3 separate regions of the Gossypium hirsutum genome follow, and regions 1 and 3 are each linked to region 2. The links are chromatin contacts, called in public Hi-C maps. All regions are on one chromosome and are shown on one strand. Each heading gives the region's core, a stretch centred on a gene start, on an enhancer-like site or on the middle of the called end of the contact. The rest is flanking DNA. Distances are from core to core; before and after follow the strand shown. Region 1 holds the start of LOC107952934. Region 2 holds the start of LOC107952922. Region 3 holds the start of LOC107952931 (NAD-dependent malic enzyme 2, mitochondrial).

Evidence for each region. A called contact is a pair of places that touch in the nucleus more often than the background predicts.
Region 1: a Hi-C map of leaf shows a contact between it and region 2, with 2.3 times the contacts expected there. The contact joins the promoter of LOC107952934 here to the promoter of LOC107952922 in region 2. A contact is called at or near these places in 2 of 34 Hi-C or Micro-C datasets (callus and leaf).
Region 3: a Hi-C map of leaf shows a contact between it and region 2, with 2.2 times the contacts expected there. The contact joins the promoter of LOC107952931 here to the promoter of LOC107952922 in region 2. A contact is called at or near these places in 2 of 34 Hi-C or Micro-C datasets (hypocotyl and leaf).

What each region holds. Positions count from the first base shown.
Region 1 is chrA07:33,933,901-33,936,754 of Gossypium_hirsutum_v2.1, reverse strand. LOC107952934 reads left to right here and starts at 1,588. Exons shown (of 2, transcript XM_016888140.2): 1 at 1,588-1,910. The coding sequence starts at 1,737.
Region 2 is chrA07:33,464,835-33,467,693 of Gossypium_hirsutum_v2.1, reverse strand. LOC107952922 reads right to left here and starts at 1,516. Exons shown (of 15, transcript XM_041118011.1): 1 at 1,498-1,516; 2 at 814-892; 3 at 678-731; 4 at 391-592; 5 at 230-304; 6 at 1-96. The coding sequence starts at 725.
Region 3 is chrA07:33,746,577-33,749,497 of Gossypium_hirsutum_v2.1, reverse strand. LOC107952931 (NAD-dependent malic enzyme 2, mitochondrial) reads left to right here and starts at 1,629. Exons shown (of 20, transcript XR_001698993.2): 1 at 1,629-2,134; 2 at 2,324-2,420; 3 at 2,570-2,688; 4 at 2,783-2,921.

The sequences.
Region 1 (2,854 bases), core at 339-2,838, 470 kb before region 2:
GTGCCAAACATCAATTCATTATAAGCTTGTGAATTGATAGACTAACTACCATAGTACGCCAAACCGACAACTTCACATCTACGTGCTTTCTTCTCGGATCCGCCAAATTTGAGGTGTAACACATTTAGTACTTAAACTTGACACTTTTTCTTAATTTGGTACCTAAATTTCTTTTCTTTTTTCTTTTTGGTCCAATTCAATATTTGGACTTGACATTTTTTTCCTAATTTGGTACCTAAGCTTTTTTCTCAATTTGTACCTAAACTTGTCAAACATTATACAAATTGCTCCAATATGCTAATAATGTTTTTTTTATAAGGTAGCAAAAATAACCAGTGTATGATTGACATGTGACAGATGACATGATTTTGTTCTAAATGTTCATTTACATTTAGTTCAATTTATTTAATTTATTTTAATGTTTTAATTTAACATAATGAATTTATTTTATTTTGGGGGGTTTTAAAACTCTTATTTTTCTTCTTCAATATTCATTTGTTAAGCATAACTCAAAGTAGCTTTTTTAACACAAATTTCCTCTATTTTTGATAATATTTTTATAGAATTGAGGGCTTTATAAAGATCAAGTCTCTTGAATCATTTCTGCCATTAACAGTCAAATTATTCTATGTCTTTATGAAAAGTAAAATTTTAATGAAACAAAGAAAACTCCAGATAAATGTAATAGTTCCTACCATTAAATTTCATGTCATTTGCTACATGTTGGTTATACACTAGCTACTTTTTTCCCCTTATAAAAATTGATACAATTAGTGTTTTGGATAATTTGTATAATATTTGATTAGTTCAAATACCAAATTGGACAAAAAAAAATTTAGGTATCAAACCAAGAAAAAATGTCAAGTTTGGGTACTAAAGGTTAGATTAAGCCTTATCTTATTCATAAATAATAAAAGGTTAATATACTGTTTGATACATAAATTTAGCTTCAATGTTCAATTCGGTATTTGAGTTTTTTGTCCCAATTTGGTACTTAAGTTTGACTTCAAAGTTCACTTTGGTACTTGAGTTTTTCTTTGTCCCATTTAAGTACCTAAGTTTGGTTTCAGTGTTTAATTAGGTGCTTGAGCTTTATTTTTTTGTCCTAATTAAGTACCCGTGTTTTTTTTTTACTAAAGTATACGTGTCAAACATTCATTGGGTTGTTTGGTCTAGGTACCAAATTGAAACAAAAATCTTAGATTTCAAATTAAATATTGAAACCAATCTCAAGTACCAAATAATATATTACCCCAATAATATAATATCTATACATTTGAGCATTCTCAAATTAAAATACTTTGAAATTTGAAATCAATTCAAAATTTAAGCATGGTGACAATGCAATTAACCCTAAAAAGAATTTATAATGCTTAAAGCCAGGTCCTTATGAGGTCCGTAAATCCCCAAAACCTGGCCTGCTTCCAGCCATGGGCTCGTACAGTTGTGAAAAGGCGAAAAGTTGGTCGACAAGCACAACAAAATACCGAAGCCCATTTACAAGCACAATGTCTCTATTTGCGAACCAGACTCAGCTGATCCTCGATCCTGGACCTTCCATTTGCCTCAGGTAACCCAAATATTCGTTCCTCTTTCGCTCTCAATCCTCGCCACTAAATTTTACTTCTTAAATTTCATTTTCTTTTGAAATATTTCAATCTTCTTACTGATCTAATTGCTTTACCGGTTAGACTTGTAAGAGTTTTCGATAGATCCGTCGAGTAAATTAAGAAAAAATGGGAGGAGCAGAACATGGAGGGCATGGAGCAGAGGATTTCAGGACGAAGGTGTGGAGCATGTCTGGTGGCCCATATTGCCGGCCCAAGCACTGGCGTCGCAATACTGCGATTGCTATGTTCGGCGTTTTCCTCATTTGTATCCCGATCGCCATGAAATCCGCCGAGCTCGAGGTGCTTAAGTCCCCATCTTTCCTCACTTTATTACTGTTTTTGATTGCTATTTAGAACGTATATTGCCCTAATTATATGAATTGCTAACTGCTAAGTGCTAAGTCTAGGTTTAACCCTTTTGAAAATCTAAAGATTTCGAACAATATAAAGTATTCATGCTAAGATTTCTGTTATGCATTTGCTGGATCCTAATGGAAATTGTATTATAGTTGGTCAGTACTAGTAGAGTCTTAATGCATATCATTTGGAATTAGATAGAAGGGATTGGTAAGGTGAGGCCTTAAATTAAATAGTTCGGTTTTAGTTTGTTTTGATATAAATGTTGGTTGAAGGTGAAACTTGAAATTTTATAAATAAATGAAGAGTAATTACTTACTATTCAGATACTTAGTTGAATGTTAGCTAGGTGTATATCACGGTCCTCTAATTATTATTTTCTACACTGTAGTCACAAAGCAAATGCTTTAGAAAGTTTTGAAGTCCATAAAAATTGCTGTCAGTTTCATAATAACCCATCAATGTTGTGCAAAAAATTGTTTTCCTTAGTAGCTGCTGGCTGCGTACTTTTATTCATAATGATGCAAGATTGCGGTTTGTTATTTTCTCAACTGGTAACTTGTAGTTTATTTCCTCTGTGGCATATATTCCCTGATCTTGTACGGGCAATATTGCAATGTTAGGATGTCAATTATCGTTCGCTACATGTTGAAGTGTCACTTCATCAAATGATTGAAAAGCCTGTAACCACGTCTTATCTCCTTTAAGCGGCCGCAATTTCATTATATCCGTGCTATGCTAAATTCTATTATTTCTAGTGGCATCTAGCTTTGCACTTATTCATTATTGAATCCCAATCTTCAAATGTTTGCCATTTTATGTAATAATCTAAGATTGCAGCTTCTTATTTTCTCATCTGTAAACTTGAAGTTGAATTCCTCCATAGC
Region 2 (2,859 bases), core at 267-2,766:
CATTAACAAAGACCTCATGAGCCACAGCAACAGACAAACGAATCCCAAGGCTGCTGGCAACTTCTAAAACCTTTTCTCGAGCACTGACCGGATCCACTATCCAGGAAAGAATCAATATGCTCAGTATGAAAAGAAAAGATCAAACACAACTTTGAACATCAGCACAAAGCATTTGGTGAAATTTGGCAGACAACTCAAAATTTGAAACGATGTTTTCAAATTCTCATACTTGCACCCATGTTGGTAATTATACAAGTTCCTCTATCCACAGCCAAAGGTAGTAGCAGAGACATCCATTCTGAAACTGGAAATTAAACATTTTAGAGAAAACCCAAAAATAAAACATAAATAAGCTTGAATTCAAAACAATTGAAAGCAACATAAACATACTATTAGAATCATAGCCATCACCGCCGGACGCCATAGCCTGGTATCGTTCTGCAAGAGTACGTTCTGCTAAACATTCAAGAACAATATAATTCAGCTCTTTGACTCTGTTAAGCAATTTTTTAGCTGCCATTGGCCGGTCACCACCGAACCCAGCTCCACAGCCAATATAAACTTTGTCTTTTCTTCTTTGAGGATTGATTCTCTGCAGTTTAACATACAACAATTCAATTCAGCCTCCGGAAACTACCTTGGATACTTGTTTCTAAAAACTGATAAATTAAGCTAACCGGCTTGATCAGGCAGTCATGAATTTCTTCGTAGGTCTGTTTTTCCATTGATATCTGTTGAAGATTCAGAAAACAAAACGAAGTTCACACCAAAAGCTACGCTATTATTGATTTACTGATGAATTCAGAAATTTACCTTAGATTCAAAGTAAAAGAGTTGAGAAATTGTCTCGCCGCCGAGTTTTCTTCTCCGCAATCTAAATTATAGCTCTCCCCTGTAATTAAACCGATCAGTTGCTTGATTAGAATCTGAAAAACGAAGTCTGGGTTCTTAATAATTATGATGATAACTAAATAAATACAATAAGATCAGGCAGGCAGGCAAGCTGGCAGGGCAGCGTCCTAAAATGGAAAATTTTTAAATTAATAAAAATAAAATTAACATTTAAAAATATTAAAAATTTAATTTAATTTTTAAAATTATAAATATATAAATTATTAAAATTATATTTTTGCTATCATAAAAATTATAATTTAACTTCTTGTTTTGAATTCGTCACTGAGATGAGGGTCGAGAAATTATTTACAACTAGAAGCCAAAATTGACACATTATCGGAGGGTCCCGCTTTGAACTTTGTTTTGGTGGTAGTAGATGGTTACTTATCCTTTGACCCGGATGAAACACGCGCCGCCTGTTTTCTTCTATTTCTCGGCTAGAAAATCCCAGTTAGAGAGTTCAATTAGTAATGTTGCATTGGTTTCATTTAACTTTTCTTTTAGTTGAAAAAGGTTTCTTTTGGACTTTCCGTCACTAATGCCTTGGAGGTAAGTTATGTTAACAAATCTACATGCAGAAAAGAGGGAAAACGACTTGCTTACTGTTATGGATTCAGCTCATTTACTGGGTGAGGGAGGAAACAGATATAATAAACGAAGAAGGTAGATTGCTGAGTGCCAAGCGGCTAGCTGGGTTCATCAATATTCTCTCCTACTAAGAAGCTATATATAGAAACCTCACCTCACTTTGCTCGAGTAGAGACTTTGTTAATGGTCCACCTGGTCAAATTCCGTTCCTTTAATAAGAGTCAGTTTAACATTATTTTTAAAAAATATTTTTATCTTGAAAATATTTATTAAGATAAAAGCATTTTTAATTTATTTTTTTAGCTAAATACTTTTTTTAGCTAAAAATAAAAATAAAAAACTTTAGCTTTTATTTAAAAATGCTTTTTGACTCAAAAACATTTTTAATAAGCAATGTTAAAAAGGTCTAAGTGTAAAATTTTCATAAAATCTCCTAGTAAGACTTATTGATTTATCATTATATAAATTTTAAAAATTCAACGATGTAACATATGACTCATGAGATACATACCAGGTACTAAAATTGATATTGCTAAGTGTGTATGATGGATGATAATAAAATAAAAATTCGAATTAGTACAAATATATAAAATTAATCCAAATATTATACAATTTTACAAAAATAGAGTAAACATGGTTCCTTCTTGTGTAACTATTTTCAAGGATTTTTATGATAGCGGATTTGGGCAACCGTGGCTCACTATATGTTGAGTATTGTTGAAGATACTCTCTAAAAGCACCAAAGCCATTCCCTACCACCAGCAACCGTACGGATGAATAGGGTATCTCAATTCTTGACCGGAATTTTTAAGCACAGTGATTTATTTAAATAATTATTTTTAATTAGAATATAAACTCTATTTTAAAGTGACCAAAAGTATAATTTAAGGAAAAAAAACATAAAAATGCAGCTATCCAGATTAAACAATTAACTCAAAATAAAATTAAAATTAAGTTAAAAAGTCTTAAGTGAAAATAAATTTAAGGCTTTTTTTCGCGAGCAAGTCATGCCTTTTGTGCATGTTTGGGATTGCTTTGTTAATTTTTTCTAATTGATTTTCTTCTTTTCGGGAGCATGCCTTTGTGCATGCTTAGTACTGCTTTGTCAATTTATCCTCATTGTTTGCTTTTATCTTATTATGTTGTTTTATTGTTTTGTTTGTTATGGAGTCAGACTTTCAGATCCTTCCCTTGAAGGAAAAAGAAGAAGCCAAACTGGTGATTAACGTGGAAAATGTGTTGGAGGATGACATCAACTATGATCTTTCTTTCTTTTTTTTTGGCAAAGTTTTGGGGAATAGTTCACTAATTTTGCTGCGATAGGCATACTCTATTATTTAACCTATTGGTTTGGGGACCTTTATCTTATTAAGTTCT
Region 3 (2,921 bases), core at 380-2,879, 280 kb before region 2:
TGGCCGTGTGCACAAGTCAGAGAGTTACACGGGGTCGAACATGGCCTGCAACACAAGCGTGTCCCAAGGTCACACAGGCGTGTCCCTTGGACCACACGGGCGTATGAGCCTTACACCTTAGAAAATTTTCAATAATGTCGTGAAAAATTTTATGAGTTTCTAATTAAGTTCCAACTTGATTCTAATGCTCGTATTGGGCCTCGAGGGTCCAATTAAGGGACGTTTTGAATGATCTCGATAAATGAATAGTAATTTACATGAATTATTTGTAAAATATTTTGAAAGTTCTGGTAATACTTCGAAACCCTGTTCTAACGACGGATAGGGGTTAGAGGTGTTACACGAACCACTTCAAATGCATGTTTAAGGCCTCGTAGGCTCGTATTAGGGACAATGCGATTGATGTTGAATGACGATTGCATGAAATTGAATAATGTATGTGAAATGTTTGTTTATTTGTGTTATAAGTCCGGTAATGCTCCATAATTCTATTCCGGCGTTAAATACAGGTGAGGGGTGTTACACAAACCGACTTAATTTAGAAAAATTTTAAACTTATGTTGTTACAATAAATTATTTTCTTAACCAGATTTTCCAACAGAGGCGTGCCCAAAATTTTTATATACAAATTTCGAGTCAAAAATGGACTTGAAAAATTTGGAGACAATTTATTTATAAACTTTGAAAAGAAGTTTTGATTACAAAGAGAACTCCTTTAATTATTTTCTACGGTTGAGCTTTGATCCAAAGTTGTCAAAACTTGATTACAAAGGATGTAGTTTGCTTCAAGTGCCATTATGACGTGCTCTTGAAATGGATTTGAACCTACTTTTTTCAGTTGAATTGGATCGAAAGGTGACTTTCTTTATAAACAACTTTTGACTTCCTCTAATTGGTTGAACTAGATCAGAAGGTGGCTTTTGTTTAAAATTGATACGACACTCTTTTGAATTTTTTTCAAGTTCTTTGGTTTCTTTAAAGATCTTCTAGACTTTTTAACTTGTGTGTGTGAAATGGATAGGACTTGACCCCTTTTATAGTACCAATTCTTTAAGTAAAATAGAATTCTTTTGGAATGTAAACTCTTGATTTGAAGTGTTCTACAAAAATTAAACTCTTTAATTTAATATTTATCTCTTATCAATTTAATTAATTATAGATAAAATAATCATTTAATATTGTCACTTAATTATTTTAATATATATTTTTATTATTTATTTATTAATTTAAATTAATTAAAAAATAATTATGATATAATATATGATGACATCATTTTTATTCATAATAATTTCAATTTAAAGAATGATATGTTTTGTAATTAATTCAAAAAATTTCATCTACAAAACCATCACGAAAACATTGATGAAAAGAAATAAGTGCTTGAGATTATGAGTAAGTTAAATTAAAATAAAGTAAGAATACTTTTATGATATAATTTATCAAAAAGTTATATCTTTCAAATGTACAACAGCAAAATAATAGTTTTACACGTGGCAAAGATCAAAAGGGAAAGTTCCTAAGACACACTGAAAGCATCAAATCATTATTATCTTCCCAAATATACCCTCGTTGCCCGTGGGCAACCAATCCCCTTCAAATTTCAATCACTATCGCCCATCCACTGACCAAACCACATTCTCTTCGCTGCCCGCACGTCCCGGGCATCTTCAGACACTTTCTTTCCCAAACATCTTCAACTGTTTTGCCCCTTTCAGACGTATTTAATACTACCGTAGACCAGCGAAAATCGTCAACAATGACAATAAATAAATAAATTAAAGTTAATTCCTTTAAGCTTTTTTACTATATATTGAAACCAAACGCACGTTTTCACACCAATTCTACCAGTCCTTCGTGTTCTTTTTTTCCTAAAATATTTGCGGCAACATGTTAAGACAGTAGTACTACCACTAAGAGCGGCTGTTGTGTTTTTAACTGAAGTTGTGTTGTTGTCTCCTTTTTACTCAGTGGTGGTCTTCGATCTGGAAATCTAGGGCACGGAATGTGGAACCTGACGCGATTTGCATCGTCGAGGTTGAGCCGCACACGACGGTTGTTCTCGTCGGTGATTCCTGGTCCTTGTATTGTTCACAAGCGTGGAACAGATATTCTTCATGATCCTTGGTTTAATAAGGTTGGCTTAGTTTTCTTACTATGATATTTGACTAACCTGTTTGCACTTTGAAGTAGTGATTTTTCTGCTTACTGAGAATGAATTTTATTTAGACTCGGAAATTTATTTTTTTAGATCGTGCTTTTGAAACGTAAGCTCCGGATTACCGTCGATACGAAAACGTTTGACTTTTTTTCCCCTTAAGTGCAGGATACTGGCTTTCCCTTAACAGAAAGAGATCGACTTGGGCTCCGTGGTCTCCTTCCGCCACGTGTGATATCATTCGAACAGCAATATGATCGTTTCTGTAAGTTTGTTTTCCAAATTAGGTATATTATATGTATAACTTACTAAAATCGTATGGTTGTGTATTTGCCTTTTAGGAGATTTTTACCAAGTTGTTGATCTTGGTCTCTAACAATAGCCTTCATTTTGACTGTGTTTTTTAATTGGTAGTGGAATCATATCACTCCTTGGAAAAAAATACTAAGGGCCAACCTGATAGTGTTGTTGCATTAGCCAAATGGAGGATCTTAAATAGATTGCATGACAGGAATGAAACACTATACTACAGAGTAAGTTGGTTGATTGTTTCAATTTATGGCATTTACACAAATTTTTTTACTTCTCATATCATTTAAAGTTTTTCTGCTTTGCTTTTTGCTTCAGGTCCTTATGGACAACATCAAAGATTTTGCACCTATAATTTATACGCCGACTGTGGGGCTAGTATGTCAAAACTACTCTGGATTGTTTAGACGCCCACGTGGTATGTATTTCAGTGCGAAGGATAAAGGAGAGATGATGT